Regions from separate parts of the Sus scrofa genome. Here all the other regions are linked to region 1. Evidence: chromatin contacts called from public Hi-C data. All regions are on one chromosome and are shown on one strand. The core of a region is the stretch at or near the end of the contact, and the rest is flanking DNA. Distances in the headings are between cores, read along the strand shown. Region 1 has its middle 330 kb from the start of BCOR. Region 2 overlaps BCOR (BCL-6 corepressor). Region 3 has its middle 150 kb from the start of BCOR.

Region 1 (4,769 bases), core at 1,567-4,066:
CATGTTAAAGATCTGGCGTTGTCCCTGCTGTGGCTCAGATTCGATCCCCGACCCGGGGACTTCCACATGCTGTGGGCACCGCCAAACAAACAAACAAACAAAAAAGATGAAAATAATCACAATCCAGGGGGTGTTCAGCATCTCATAGAAATGAGGACAGGAGTTCCAGTTGTGGCTCAAGCAGAAATGAATCTGACTAGCACCCATGAGGTCACAGGTTCGATCCCTGGCCTCGCTCAGTGGGTTAAGGATCCAGCGTTGCTGTGAGCTGTGATGTAGGTTGAAGATGTGGCTTGGGTCTGAAGTTGCTGCGGTTGTGGTGTAGGCTGGGGGCTACAGCTCCAATTTGACCTCCAATTTGACCCCTGGCCTGGGAACCTCCATGTGGCATGGGTGCAGCCCTCAAAAGACAAAAAAAAAAAAAAAAAAAAAAAAAGAAAGAAAAAGAAAAGAAATCAGGACAAATGAGGTGATAACTACTCTTCATCCACACACGAAGAAAAGGGGGGAAGGGGACGAGTTTGTCTGAGGCCATGAGACCAGAGTTAGAGCCAGAGCAACCCCAGACAGTCTCCCTCTCTCACTTTCTTTTATGGGGCATATGGCAGTTCAGGCTAGCTGTCAAAATGGAACTATAGCTGACGGCTTATGCCACAGCCACACAGGATCCGAGCCATGTCTGCGACCTACCCCACAGCTCACGGCAACGCCAGATTCTTAACCCATTGAGGGAGGCCAGGGATCAAACCTTCGTCCTCATGGAAAAAAGTTGGGTTTGTTACCACTGAACCACAACGGGAACTCCCCAAGACAGCCTCTTGCCTTGGCACAAAAGCACCCTGGAAGCTGCGGGAGAGCCCCACCCAGGCTTCCTCCCCTTCAGTGGTGAAGGTTCTGGAAGGAGGGCTCTGAGGTGACAGCCCCCAGCTGCTGCTCCTCCAGGGGCCACAGCAGCTGAGGCCACGCCTTCCCCAGGCTGTCCACCCAGGGACAGCAAGGTGGGGGCCCCAGAGCTGGGCCATCTGCCCCACCGACCGGGGACTTCTCTGATGGGGCTTTGTTCAGGGCTGCCCTGAGTCTGAGGCTCTCCCCACCTCATCCTCCTTCCTCTCCACCCCCCCCTCCGCTGAGCCTTCTCACACATTGCCCCCCCCAATCTCCTGAACTTCTAATTCTATCTTGGTATCTGCTACCTGGAGGGCCCAGACTGCTCCAGGGACCAATGCTCGAACTCCTGTGCTCTCCATTATTTTCGGTAGAACCCTTGTGTGTGCAGGGTCATGTATTGTCAAGGGCAGAGCCAGGAGTGAGTGGCCACTCACTCCTTGGACCCTGTTCCAGAAGGTTGTCGGCACAAGGCACTCTCCTGTGCACCTCCGAGGCTAGATGGCTCACTGCCACACTTGGGCATCATGCTGCTTGTGACTTGTATTTATTCTTCCAGTTGCTTCTGGGTCCAGTCGGACTCATCTCTGCCCAGGGCCCCTGCTGCCAAAAAGGCAGGCTCTACCCACCAGCTTGCCTGGTTGCTCTTGGAAAGTCAGTCCCCAGGCCAGACTGTACTTTGAGACCCAGAACTCTCGGTGAATGGCCACTCTGAGCCTGAATCTGAGAGCAGCGAGCCAACCCTGCAAATCTGTACGTTGAATCACAGGCTCCCCAGACTGGCTTCTGCCTGATGCCAGGAGGAGCCAGGAGGCTGGGCAGCCCTGCTCTTTAGAGACTCGGACTAAAATGAGATTGAGAGGAAGGGAATCAAGGAGGAAAAGCCTCATTGGAAAACAAAAGACTCGCTAGACTCTCCGATGGCTCCAGGAAAGCCAGTCACCCGCCGCCCAAAGACAGATGAAGTGGAGGGCTGGGTTTTTTTTTTTTTAGGGAGGGGGTGTGGGCAGAGGTCACTAGCTCGGAAAATGTGTTATATTTGACATAAGGAGGGTGGTAATTTGAGGCTGGAATGCACACGCTGGTCTGGGAGATGCAGTCCCCAGGTGCTGATCACTGGGGAGAAAGGACAGGCCAGCTAGAGTGGCAGAGAGAGATGCGTTGCTGAGGTCTTGTGTCCTGCTAGCCATTCACATACCACCTCTGTCCATGCCCGGACCTTTCTAAAGCGGATACATCCGTGAACTCTCACCTCTGCCAGCCCCGGATGCTCTGCAGACTCCTGAGACTGAGGCCAGGCCAGCACCCAGTGTCCCAGGTTGTAGAGCTTCTGGGACAGCCAGTGCCATGCTGGCAGGCTCTTTATTTTTTATTCTCTTTTATTTTTTTCCTCCCTGGAGCCACACTTTACTCGGTGGCGCTGGACTGCAGCCCCATGGCCAAGGGTTTTGGTCATAAGAGGGTCAAGGGATATTTCCAAAACCTCTTCGGTTCCTAGGAAACCGGCCTGGAGTGCGCATCCTTCAGAAGGGCCAGCAGGCTTATCCGCTGCCAGGGGACCTCTGGACACGGCAGTTCTACTCATTCTGGGGTGAAAAGGCTGGGAGGGGGGAGAAGCTCCGAGAGGGCCGGTTCCTCCCGAGGTCCGAGTTCACTCTGGCCCGTCCCCCAACCCTCGGGCACAGATGGAAGGATGCGAGGGGGCCGCCCGCCAAGCCCGCGGAGAGCTGGGCGAGCCGGCTGGGACTGCGGCGCTAGTGCCGAGCGCATCGTCGCCCGGGGCCCTCTGGGTCAAAGGCCCGCTCCTCCAAGCCGCTCTCCACTCCGCATCCACTTCTCCACGCTTTTCTGGGCCTCCGCATGGACCGTGTCCTCAGCCTCAAACACCCTTATCTAACTCCCGCCCTTCCTTTCGCTTTCAGCTTAAGCTCCAGGAAGTACGGGCAACCCCCACAGTAAACAAAGCCAAACGTTTTCTTTATCTGGAGCCTTTACTATGCTAATGTACATTGTGAACCTTCCGGAGGGGGTGGGGAGCGCCAATCTTTTCAGGAGTGTTTGGCCACAAAAGGCCTTCGCCCACCCCCTCATATCTATTAACCCTCTCCCTGAGCCGGGGGCGGGGGTGGGGGTTGGGGGTGGGGGAGAGGAAGAGATGGGGAAGGGTCCCTGAGAGAAGCTGGGGCCAGGGAGGGCCCTGGGTTTTGCTCCAGAAACCTCCTTTTCCCCTTGCGACCCCGTCCTGTGGTCTGAACGTTATTAAATAAATCAGATTTATTAGCATCAAGGTAAAATCCACACCCGTGCAGAGGCTTAATGGTAGGCATATGTGTAGCTAAGACACGTTTATACGTTGAGCATGGGTCAAGTGCATGGTCTCGGACAGTTCTTTTGGTACAGCTCAGCCAGGCCGTGACCAGCCTGTCTTTTGTTCTGCCGGGCCAGGCCTTGAGCAGGCGAGTGGCCCCTGACACGTCGTTTCGGGGCTGGCAGACTGATGAGGGCAGCCCCGTACTGGGTGGGCAGATCCTTTTCCCCCCAGATCTGCTGTCCTAGGAGGATGTGGATCCCAGGAGGCTGATCCTTGTGGATCAGATCAGTTGGGTGGCCTTGGCCACTGGCCCCCGGTTGGGTTAGGGTTTGGCCAACAGGTAAGCTGGCTGGTGGGAAGGCTCAAGAGGTAGGATTATTTATTCCCCTGGCTGGACTGCAGTTGGGTGGGGGCGGTCCACAGCAGCCTTCGCCTATAGCTCTCTCCTGTGCTGCTAACAGCCCCTACCCCTTGTCCCCTCAGCCCAGGGCCTGGTAGCAACCTCCCACTGTTGCTAGTCCCAGGGCACTTCCATATCCTTTGTAGTTTCTGTAATATGCCCACACATCTGGAAACAGCCCCTTCGCTAAACTCTTTCTGAATAACCCTCTGTTGAGTGTCCCATCGGTACCTACTGGGGCCCTTGACTCGGGCAGACAGCGTGAGCGGTGCTGTGGGCTGTCCCAAAGTCATCTCACCAATCAGCGTGAGCGGTGCTGTGGGCGGCCCAAAGTCATCTCACCAATCACAGACAAGATAGCTATAGGTCTCCATTGGTCAATTTGAATATGCAAATACTGGGTATTACTTCCTCCGTGGGTAAGCTTCGTATAGCAGTCTAGGGCCTGGCCAGGGACTCCTTGGCTCACCCCTGCCTGTGGGGTTTAGCACTGAATTGGCTTATCTGTGCAGGCTCCCCTTTGCTGCTTGTTCAGATGAGGTTGTGGGAGGGACAGGGGCCCTTCCTCTCCCAACTCTCTGTTTTTTTCAAAGGAGGGGGAGGACATTGCCATTTTGGGAGAATGTGATAAAACTGCCCAGAGTACAGGAAAATTTGTCCCATACATGACGAAACGAAATGCTGGTTCCAGCAGTGTGCTGGAGAACGCTTAACAACTGGCTGCCCCACACACTTCCCTTCCTGATTTGTAGCATCTGTTGATTTCCTTGATGTAAATATTCCAGTCTTGCCGGTCTCAAGCTACTCAGGCGCTGGCTCTGACTGCGGAGTTGGGGAGCGACGTGCAATAGCACACCATTAAGTAGCATTTCCATGACACAGATCCGGCAGATTAGCTAACCTCAGAAACACAGATGATAGAAACGGCAGCAAAGTCATCAGGAAAGCGTGCGTTTTGAGTATTTATTACCTTTGTTTTGAATATGGTTTATTCACTGTTCAGTGTTTAATTATTTTAATTGTAATTTAATTTTAGTGATTTCAATTTCATTTGTATTGAGGGCCATGTTTAACGATTGGCTTACAAAAGTCCTGAAAATTTAATGATCGGCTCTCACAAACCGGTACTATCCAGCTCCAGCACACCACGGAAGGTTTCTATTTGCTCTGTGG
Region 2 (4,769 bases), core at 1,572-4,071, 240 kb before region 1:
TACCCTGCACGTGACTACAAGAGCTAAGGAAGCCTCCCGAACTTCTCGGGGATTCCGAATGGCACAATCTGACCAATAATTGGCTCCTCTCCGAAACTCCAGGACTGAGTTTGACCATGGCCCTTTTTTTTTTTTTTTTTTTTTACTAGCTGTGTGACCTTGGGGGCAAGTTATTTATGGCCTCTGAGCCTCAGTAAGTTTCTTCATTTGTAAGACTGGGAATAATTACCCACCTTTAGGATCAAAGAAGAATACTTGGCACATAGTAGGCCCCGAGGATTCGTAATTGCTTTGAATGACTGGTCAGGTTCCTCTCGGTTGCTCCTCCTTTCCCTGCTGCCCCGGAGACCCTCTGAGGACCCCCGCCCCCAGACCTGCTTAGGCTCGTGTCTGGGGACCGACGTGCAGGTTAAGTTCCCCTCCAAGGGGATTCCTGAGGATACTCCTGGGGTCTGCCTCCGTGGGTTCCTCTTTCCCTTTGTTACAGTTCTTTGCCTTCTGGGTTTTAAAGGATTCCATATGAAAAGGCTTGGATCTTTTTTTTTTTCCTCCCCCTAAGTGGGATCATTTATATGGTTAGGAATTGATTCCAGAACCCGTTTCTAGGTGCTCTTTGGCAAGTCCTCTCCTCGCTCTTTCGGGGGAGGAAACAGCAGCGGCTGGAGGGGAGAGACCTGGTGGGAAGAGGTGAGAGGGTCTGGCCTGCTGCAGAGGCCAGAGGTGCTGTGGTTTGTTTGATAGGGATTAAGTCCGGATGTTATGAGGTCTCAGTGTGGTTTTCAATAAAGTCTGCCAGGGATTGCTTCTTTTATATCGATACGTATTTAAAAAAATTACTAGCATGAGAAGAAAACCAGACCTGTATGGATCCAGGCCGGTAGTAAGCTACTGTGATCAGGTTTCCTATTCGACTCCCAGAGGGGAAGTCAGCGTTTGATTGAAGCTACACTTGGTTCTTGACTCTCTGGGGATGCCGGCTCTGAAACAGGAGCCCTCCCTTTCTCTCCTCCACCCCCCCCCTTTTCCCTTCTTCCCCTAAAAGCCTTTGTGCTGAAAGAGCTTCAGTAGGCATGAATCCCTGGTCCCTCTCTAAAGAATGCCTTCCAGCCTTTGCTGACATTGTTTTGTGAACAGTGGGTTTTACCAGGCCAGCAGTTTCCCCCCGTCTTAGCTCACTATTTTAGAGGTTAGACTCTGGCCAGGATGTGCCCAACTGCAGTGATTTCCAGTGTGTGTAGCCAGGGCCCTGCCTGTAATCTGAAGACACCTTAACCTTTGCCCTAGGTGCCCCTGGAGTGTGTGTGGGGGGGTGAAGGTGGGGCGAGCACAGCCGGGGGATTGTCGGTAAGGGTCTGTTTGTTTTCTCCAGCCCCAGAGGCCCGAGTGAGGGCTGGGTGGAGTGAGAGGAGTCAGAGAGTGCGTTCCAGCCATGGGTCTGATTTAAAACTTGGTTTAATTGGAGAAACTCTTAGGCATTTAACAGTTCTGTACAAATGCAAACTTGAAATAGCTCTAGGCCTACGTCATTTAGGAAAGAATAAATGAAGTACAGAAATGTCCAAACTATGTAAATCCTAGAGTTGTCTGCCCTCCCATAAACACATGACAAGTGCCAAGGCATTTCCAGTCAAAACACCCATGGAACCAGCAGCCTCCATCCTTTGTATTTATTATTTTATTAACAGCATTTTACACAGCGTTTAACGAGCACAGCCTGCCTGCTTTCCACCAGGGCTCTCGGCCGACCGAGGGGTGGAAAACAGATGGGGGCGATGAGGAGTGGTCTCTGGCGAGGTCTCTTCAGACGGGCAAGGAAAAGGAGCATTCGGGGTTTCTTTCTCCTGGCCCCCAAGAAAAGACGAGAGCCGGGCCTTGGAGGAAGAAGGCCCCTCTCCCTTCCCAGGAGCAAGTTGTGCCGAGGTGGCCTGTCTAGGCTCCGCTTCGATTCCAGAAGGTGTGAAGCAGGGTCCGCTCTCACGATGCTCTGCCCATCCGTTCTTGGTGCTCTTCAAAGAATAAGTATTTGTCTGCTGGCGTTATTCTATAGCCTGGTGGAAAGTTTATAACGAAAAGTAATGCCTTTCTTAAGTCATAAAATGAGCCTTGTATGATTATTTAATTAAAATCTATTTAAGGACCGATTAGGCGTGTAATTTGCGCTAATAATGACGATTATGGAAATGTTCGACTTAACCAAAAATCATAAAGGAGACATTTTGATCAGTGGGGCGACCAGTAAGGATTCTGGGAGTCGGACAATTTTCCGAAACCCGGGAGGCGTGGGGCCGCCGAAAGTGACGAGCTGCCTGGCCCCTGGGACCTGGCAGAGCGGGCTGGGAGGAAGCCCAGGGCAGGCCGGCCCAGGCTTTGCCAGGCAGAGCAAACCCCCCCCCCGCGCGCCCCCCGAGGCTCCTGGACAACCTGCCTTCCCGGCCGAGGAAATGGGGGAGGGGGGCTGCCGGCCCCGGGGCTCCCACCCGGCCAGGGGAGGGGGAAACTCTGGGAGAGAGCTGCCGAAGCGCCCTGAAGCCTCTGCGCGAAATGGCTGTGTTCTCTTGCTTTAACAATCAGCAGCGACACACGCACTGCTGCCTTGGCCAGCCTTGGCTGGAGCCTGGAGGGGTGGGGGGAGGAGGGGGGGGTCCCTTGTTCCGGAGAAACCTGCCAGCTGCCGGGCTTGGTGCGAAGGCAGCGAAGGCAGACACAATGCTGCTGTTGTTGGTTTGATCTCTAACTGTGGATTGTTAGTCTGGCTTTAACTATGTGGTAAGGGGGGAATGTGAAGGCTGTTTACAGCGAGTGCAAATAATGTGACAGCTGTTGGTGCACGAGCAGCGCTGTGCCTCCTCGGCGCTCACACAAAGCGCGCACTATGCAGGCCCGCGGAGAGCTGCCGAGGTGGCCGCCACTTTCTGGCCGGGGCGTCCTCGACCGCGAGGCCGCCAGCTCTCGGCAGCACCCCCACCCCGCGACACACATCTTTATGGCTCCCGGCATCAGCTGGACGCGGGTGCTGGCTGGTGTGTTGTGGTTTAGGGAACTCTGAGGCAGAGGTGGCAGGCGGAGGCCCACAGGGTCATGAGTGTCAACTGTCTGGAGGAGTTTGGCCGGGAGCTCCGGACCTGGGTCCTCCGTGGCTTGTGATCGGGTTGTTAAGATTTGGGCAAATAACTTTCAGCCCTAAAGCAAGCTCGTTGGAAAGAATGTATTATTAACTGAAGGCTTTCTGGAAATTGCAGAGCCTCTGAAGGCCGTTGTTCTTCCTCTGAAACGGCCCTGTTATTCAGACAAGTTCGAGAGCCAGGCGACCGCTGTGTTCTGTGCGCGCGGCCCTGCTTCCTGGATTGGAAACCCGACGGCGTAGGTTCGGACCCGAAGCGGGGGAGGGGCGCGGGCTGGCTTTCCATACCCACCTCCCTTTGCCTTCCCGCCCTAGCCTCACTTACCTTCAGCTGCAGGACCAACGGTGCTGTCTTGAGGTCTGCCCGCAGCGCCACCCACTCTGTGACTTAATCCAACTAGATGCCCACAGCCACAGGCCTTCTCTGAGTTCCTGGTCCTCTGCCAGGCACTGCGGGGAGGCGCCAGGGTGGGAGGGAGAACAGTTGGTGGGTGGCTGCAAGCCCTTGCTAGGCAGGTCCCGGAGATGCATGGCTGGCGGGCCCAAGCAGGCGGGCTCAGGATGGCCAGGGAGATGGGCCAGCCCCTGGTCTGTCCTGGGGCAAGCTGGCTGCAACCCCCCCCCCCCCATCTCAAGGTTGAAGCCCTCCAGCCCCGACCCTGGGGCTTTGGAGGATCATTTAGAGTTGACTTCATTCTGTATCCTGCCCTTCAATGTGACTTTGGCTCCTGGGTGTACAGCCTGCAGGATGTCTGCAAATTCGAGTCCATCCCCCCCACTCCCACCCCAACTGCCCAGGTCTACCCATTCTGAGTTTTAATGTGGACTTCTGCATCTAGTTGGGTTCCCTAGTGGGGAGCTGGGAGATGCTTCTGGAATGATACATGAACTTCGGTGCCAGTTCTATAAATTGGTCTCTTTTTATGACGTGTGCCATTTTCTGTAGGAATGTTGCTTGCAAAACGAGTTTCGCCTTGGAGGAAAGGCGGAAAGATAAACAAGCCTGCAACGCCAAAACACTGGCAGTCTTTCCCTCCTTCCAGCTCTCTTAAAGCAGCCGGGCTGTATTTCCAGGATTAGACTTGTGCTTGTGAGGAGGGACTCTGGTTGGCTTTTTTTTTTTTTTCCCAAGCAAATGCAAATTAGAGAAAAATAATTTTCTTTCAACGATATGCAATGTATTAGTCACTTGTTATCGTGCTCCGAGGCAGGCCTCATTTGCGCGTCTGCCAGCTCGCTCACATCTGCTCGGCGCTGTTCGGGGCATTTTAACCTTGGCGGTGTCGTGTCTAGTCCCACGGATCAAGGAGGAGTAATTAAGCTCTGAACAGCTACAAAAATTCACGGGCCCCCATGTCTACCGCAGTTTTCTCACAGCTTTGTTTGGGGTGTTCCCAGTTCCAAGGCTGAGTAGCAGACATGGGGTTCCTATTGTTCCTTGTAAAGAAAGTGGGAGCCCCTGTCCTCCCCTGACCCTCATCCCCAACCTTCCCAGGACTCCCAGGCAGCACACAATCAGCAGATTGCAGGACCCTGTGTTTTAGGCATCTCTCATTTGTAAAAACTTCCTTTGTGCTTCCTGTGTGTACTGATGGTTGCTGTTAATAGCCTTATGGTATAGCTTGTTCCTTGTGGGGGGCGGGGGGAG
Region 3 (4,769 bases), core at 723-3,222, 170 kb before region 1:
CCTCGCAACACGCGCGCGCGCACACATACACACACACACACACCCTGGAATTCGCCCGGGCCGCGGCCAGGGGTGGGTGCGCTCCGCCGGGACTGGGAGAGGCCACTGGGGCGGAGGATGGGGGTTGGGAGAGGGGCTCGCAGGCGTCTTTTTCAGCTCGGCTGCTTGTCTATTCAGGGCTAGGCTTTTAAATGTCTTCTCTCCCTAATCGCCTCCCCGGCACTTCTCCTTTTCTCCGGTTCCTCGGGCCTGCCCCGAGCGCACCCCAGAACCTGGAGCTCCCCGAGAAAGGCGGCGACGGCGGGGGTTGGGGGTTAGGGAGGGAGCGCTCTCGGCCGCTGTCGCCCGGGGATCGCAGCCCCAGGCGCGCAGCGCTTGCCTGCTCTGCTGAGGACACGTGCTCGGGAGGAACCGGGGAAACGTCCCGCCTCCCTAGGAGAGGCTCCCGGAGCGCCCACATCCCGGGCTCTCCAGGACTTCCCCGGCCCCGGAGCGGGAGCTGCGGAACCCCACGCCGCACTGACGGGCCTGCCCGCAGGTGCGTGCCAAGTGGGACAGCTCGGCCGCCCCCACCCTCCCCAGGCCGGGGCCTGGGCCCTGTCCTCCGCCCTCTCCGGCCTTCACGGCACTGGATAGGCGCCTGGAGAGGAATTAAGACTTGCCAGCCTCTTAGGACCCTACCCTTTTCTCCCCTGGGAGCGGAGCGGGGGTGGGGATGGGGGGCAGGGAAGGAACCGAGACACCCCACTCGCCTCCCGTCGCGCCCTCCCTGGTGGGCAGGTGGGGAGCGTAGGAGCCCGAGCGCGGCGAGCCAGCGCGGTCTGGTTTCCTTTACGTTTACAAGCTATAAATAAACTTCCCCTTGGGCGGATGCGCGCTGCGTCCAAGGGTGGCTTCCCGCCGAATCCGGCGGGTGGTTTACGATCCCGGCCGGGAGCTGGTCCTAGCGCGGCCTGAGCCCCGGGTGGGGCGCTGGCTCGGGGAGAGCTCAGAGGTCGGCCAGGAGTGGCCGAGTGACCCTCCATCCCTTGCGGGCTTGGGGCGCCTCTGTGGTGTGGCTCGAGGGTGGGGCTGGGTGATTTATAAGCCGTCCCTTCTCCCTGCCGCTCCCATTTCACTTGTTTTCCTCGCCTTCTCCCGCTCAAACCCCATTCCCGAATCCTCGCCCCCAACCCTGCCCCGCGACGATTTGGTAATTGCCGGCTGCTGGAGCGCCAACGCAGGCCCCGGAGGCGCGCGTGTCCGCAGGGCGTGGGCGAGGCCCTCGGTGCTTTCACCCTCACGCCTCCGCCTGGGGCCGAGAGCTGGCCGGCTGAGCGGGACACGGCTGGGCGGCCGGGGGCGGCCTTGGCCGGAGAGGCGGGGAGGAAGGGCTGGCTGCACCACTCCGGAAACCGCGAGCCTCCCGGGTGGATCACTGACCCTCAAGGTCACGGGGCGCGGGGAAACCACCGCCCCGCGCCAGAGCTGAGGCCAACGCTCCCGTCGGAACTCCCCTGGAGGGTGGGCGGCTCCGCAAGGGAGCCCAGAGGACGAGATAGGAGACGTGACGCAGAGGCCGTCACGGGTCCCAACACTGCCCTCCACCAAAGGGGCGCCGTTTCACTCGACCTTGGCGACCACGCCGCGAAGTCGGGGGCCAGGCCTCCTCGAGTCCCCAGCACGCGCGCGTGTGTGTGTGTGTGTGGGGGGGGTGCTGGTGTACGTGCATGGGCCTATGGGGAGTCTCAGGGGAGTAGGGTGACTCTGGCAGCTGCTCTCTCGGTTCGTTTCCGATGAGACTTGGGAGGCCGCGGAGGAGAGGCGGCCATCCGAGTGGGCGAGAGCCCGGCTTGGGAATGGGAACGGGGAGGGGGCGCCTTCCCCTCGGGAGGTTCGGCAGCGAACGCCCCCAGCATCCCCTACCCTCCCGTCTCCGGGCCGCAGCCCCACAGCGCCCCAGGCTCGCTCCTCTGCTCGGTGTTTGTTTAACCCTCAACCCCTCCGAGGCAGCTGCGGATAGAGGGATTCCCGGCGGCGTTAATCCTGGGGCTGGACCCCAACCTCGGCCGCTGGGAGCGCCCCCCCCCAACCTCGAGGCCAGAAGTCCCAATGGGCCGGCGCCTCCGCCACCTAAATGGGTCTGAGGGCCGTCAGGGGTCGACAGAAGGGGACCCTTGGCAAAGTCCCCATTGTTCCCCGGGAGCTGGGAAGCTGACTCACGCTCTGAACAGAGCGATGCCGAGTGTTTTCTCGGCAGCCTTCGCCCGAGTGCTTTATTTAGACAGGCTTTATTTACAGTACACATGTTTTCGGCTCGTTATTCTGGAGGCGGGAGTGGAAACTGGGCAGAGCAGGAGTTCTCTCCGTGCGCCTCACGTTTGGAAGAGGCTGAGGCTCAGCGCAGTCGAAGGATCCCACTCCTGCCTGCGTGCTCTGTTCCCTAGTGAGAGGATGCGGAGGAAAATGGTGAGCGGGTGGAAGCGGGGGGCGCACACAGCGGTCACCCCCTTTCCTGATGCCGCTCTTCAAAATGCATAGCTCCCCAGGAACGTGAGACATGCGCAGGCCCACTGTACAGACTTCAGGGGGGCCAGAAATTCACACAGACAACACACACCGGCTTAGGGAGAAAAGTGTCTTAAACTCCTTTTCCTGGGCTTCTTTCTTATGGTTTTGGATTTTCTGGCTTAGCCAGGTCTTGGTCCCTCTGGATTCTGCGAAGACTTTGTCCAGACTCTTGAGTGGAGGGTCCAGGCCAGCCAGTGGCCTGGAAGGCCTCTGGTCGCCACCCTGCAGTCAAGTCTGCCTATTGGCAGCTACTCACTAAGCGGGGTGGTCTGGTTAGGGACTGCAGGAAATTGTCTGAGCTAGGTGAAATATTTCACAGAACCTTCGGGCGGCCCGAGGTTGACTTGAAGCTGGCGATGTTAAAACCCAAGCAAGGTTAACGAGTTCTCTCTCTCTCCTGACTTCTCCGGCGCAGTTCACAGAAAACTGGGGGTGGCGCTCTTTAGAGGAAGTAGGTTTAATGGCATTTCCTCTCATTTTTCTGCACAGCGAGGTGTTGCGGTCGTCTGCCCTGCTACTCGCAGGGCTCAGTAGCCTCACTGGGGCTGGGGTGGCAGAAGGGCCTCCCTAAGGTCCCTCTTTGCGGGGCCGCAGCTGACTCGAGCTCCGTGGCCACTGAATTCGAAGTCAGCCTGTTTGCTTGCTTCTAACTCCTGCTTGGAGTGAAGGGCAGCCTGAGCGGAGGTGCTGGTGGGGGGGGGGGCAAGGAAGTGAACAGACACCCGGGGCCTCTTCTCCTGGCCTTCCGCTCGTGCTAGCGCAGCTCCTGGGGTGGGGGTGGAAATGCCTGCTCTTGAGGAGTCCAGGCCTAACAGCCTTTGCCTGGTTTTCTCTCCCTCTCTTGAGTCCCTGGCTGCAAATCCTCAGCTGTTTTCTGGGGTTTGTCTGCAGTGTTTCTCATCCTGAATCCCCCACCCTTTGGCTCCTGCCCCCTGGCTGGGGTGGGGGTGGGGAGGGTTGCCTTCGTGCCTGCATGAATGCCCACTCCATCCTCATTGCCAGGCTGCAGTGTTGGAGCTCTGCAGGCCAGAGCATCACTGTGGCCGAGTGAGAGGAGATGGCCTGACCTTTGCAGGAAGGGAAGAGAAGGCAGATTCACAACTCGCAGCGCTGCAAGGAAACCCAGGGCTGCATAGGGAGCCGCAAGCGTTGCCACAGCCCCAGCAGCTCTGCCGTGAGCCTGTAAGAGGAAACCAGCTCCGGGAGGCCAAGAGCTTCTGTGCGGGTGTGTGTGTGTGTGTGTGTGTGTACGCGCGCGTACACACACACACACACACACACAACCGTGCACTCGAGCTGGGGACGAGGTGCACAGGCGAGAGAGTAACTGCCGTTGGTGGGGGGAGGCTGAGGCCCCTGCCAGTGTAGGGTAGTGCGCTGGGGGAGGGTTCACAGAGAGGCTGAGGGCCAAGGTTGTGGCTGCAGTGGAGGATGAGGCCTCTGGAAAAGACTACTGGTTAAAGGAAGCTGCTCTTTAGAGGCCCAGCCACCTGGAGACGGCTCTTCGGATGGGGGTGGGAGTGGGATCCAAGCAGTTAGGAAAGTATGCCTAGGGAGGGTGGAATTGCCAAAGGGTAGAGCCTGGAGCCTGCCTGGGTTTTTAAACATTCATAGTTGGGGTGACATCTTTGAGACAGCACCTTCCCAGGGAAAAATAGCAGGAAGTCCCCAAAGACCCCAGGCACAATGATCTCAGAGCCAGCAGTCCAGGACGACCTAGGGGTGTGCATCTGAGGAAAGGGCTGCAGAAAGTAGAGCCCCCACTGGTCCCTTCCCGGGCTCTTGGGGGGGGGGGCAGTGGCGGGGGTGTGCTCACTCTAAGCCCAGGCTGCTGCCATTTGGGGGTGAGGTGGGGGAAGGTGTTGCCTTAGCTTGGCTGCTGGAAACCATTGTTTGAATCTGCACCCAGCGCTTCTCCAGCCAGGCTAATTCTCCACGTGTCCAATTTTCGTGTCTGAAAAAAAGCAGCAGCACAGAAACAAAACCATATGACAGGACTGGGCTGCAAACCTTGAAGAATCAAGAGGGTGGGGGAGGTGGCGGCTGGGAAGGGGGAGGGGAAATTTTGTGTGTGTGGGTGTGTGAGTGGTGGTGGCGGGGCGGCGCACAACTCAAAGTTTCGCCGATTTTCTACCCGATCTCACCTCCCGGCGTGCTCATCTGATGCGGTTCCAACTCCCTCAAACGATTCCGCAGCCCCAGCGTTCGCAGGCCTGTGG

Evidence for each region. A called contact is a pair of places that touch in the nucleus more often than the background predicts.
Region 2: a contact with region 1 is called in a Hi-C map of epiblast stem cells, with 2.6 times the contacts expected there. The contact joins two enhancer-like sites. A contact is called at or near these places in 12 of 47 Hi-C or Micro-C datasets (embryonic fibroblasts, epiblast stem cells, fetal liver and 7 more) and 1 of 2 datasets of contacts at active chromatin or transcription factors (alveolar macrophages).
Region 3: a contact with region 1 is called in a Hi-C map of epiblast stem cells, with 2.4 times the contacts expected there. The contact joins two enhancer-like sites. A contact is called at or near these places in 7 of 47 Hi-C or Micro-C datasets (embryonic fibroblasts, epiblast stem cells, heart right ventricle and 3 more) and 1 of 2 datasets of contacts at active chromatin or transcription factors (skeletal muscle).

What each region holds. Positions count from the first base shown.
Region 1 is chrX:35,563,173-35,567,941 of Sscrofa11.1, reverse strand. No RefSeq gene overlaps it. Among named protein-coding and RNA genes, the nearest start is that of BCOR, 330 kb to the left of the region's middle. Within about 2 kb of position 2,816, at least 24 of the 83 cell types and tissues checked have an H3K27ac peak or open chromatin away from gene starts, as enhancers often do. A contact at or near this core is called in epiblast stem cells and retroperitoneal adipose tissue, where this site is marked.
Region 2 is chrX:35,800,608-35,805,376 of Sscrofa11.1, reverse strand. All of the region lies in intron 1 of BCOR (BCL-6 corepressor), which reads left to right. Among named protein-coding and RNA genes, the nearest start is that of BCOR, 88 kb to the left of the region's middle. Within about 2 kb of position 2,821, at least 24 of the 83 cell types and tissues checked have an H3K27ac peak or open chromatin away from gene starts, as enhancers often do. A contact at or near this core is called in epiblast stem cells, where this site is marked.
Region 3 is chrX:35,736,639-35,741,407 of Sscrofa11.1, reverse strand. No RefSeq gene overlaps it. Among named protein-coding and RNA genes, the nearest start is that of BCOR, 150 kb to the left of the region's middle. Within about 2 kb of position 1,972, at least 39 of the 83 cell types and tissues checked have an H3K27ac peak or open chromatin away from gene starts, as enhancers often do. A contact at or near this core is called in epiblast stem cells and retroperitoneal adipose tissue, where this site is marked.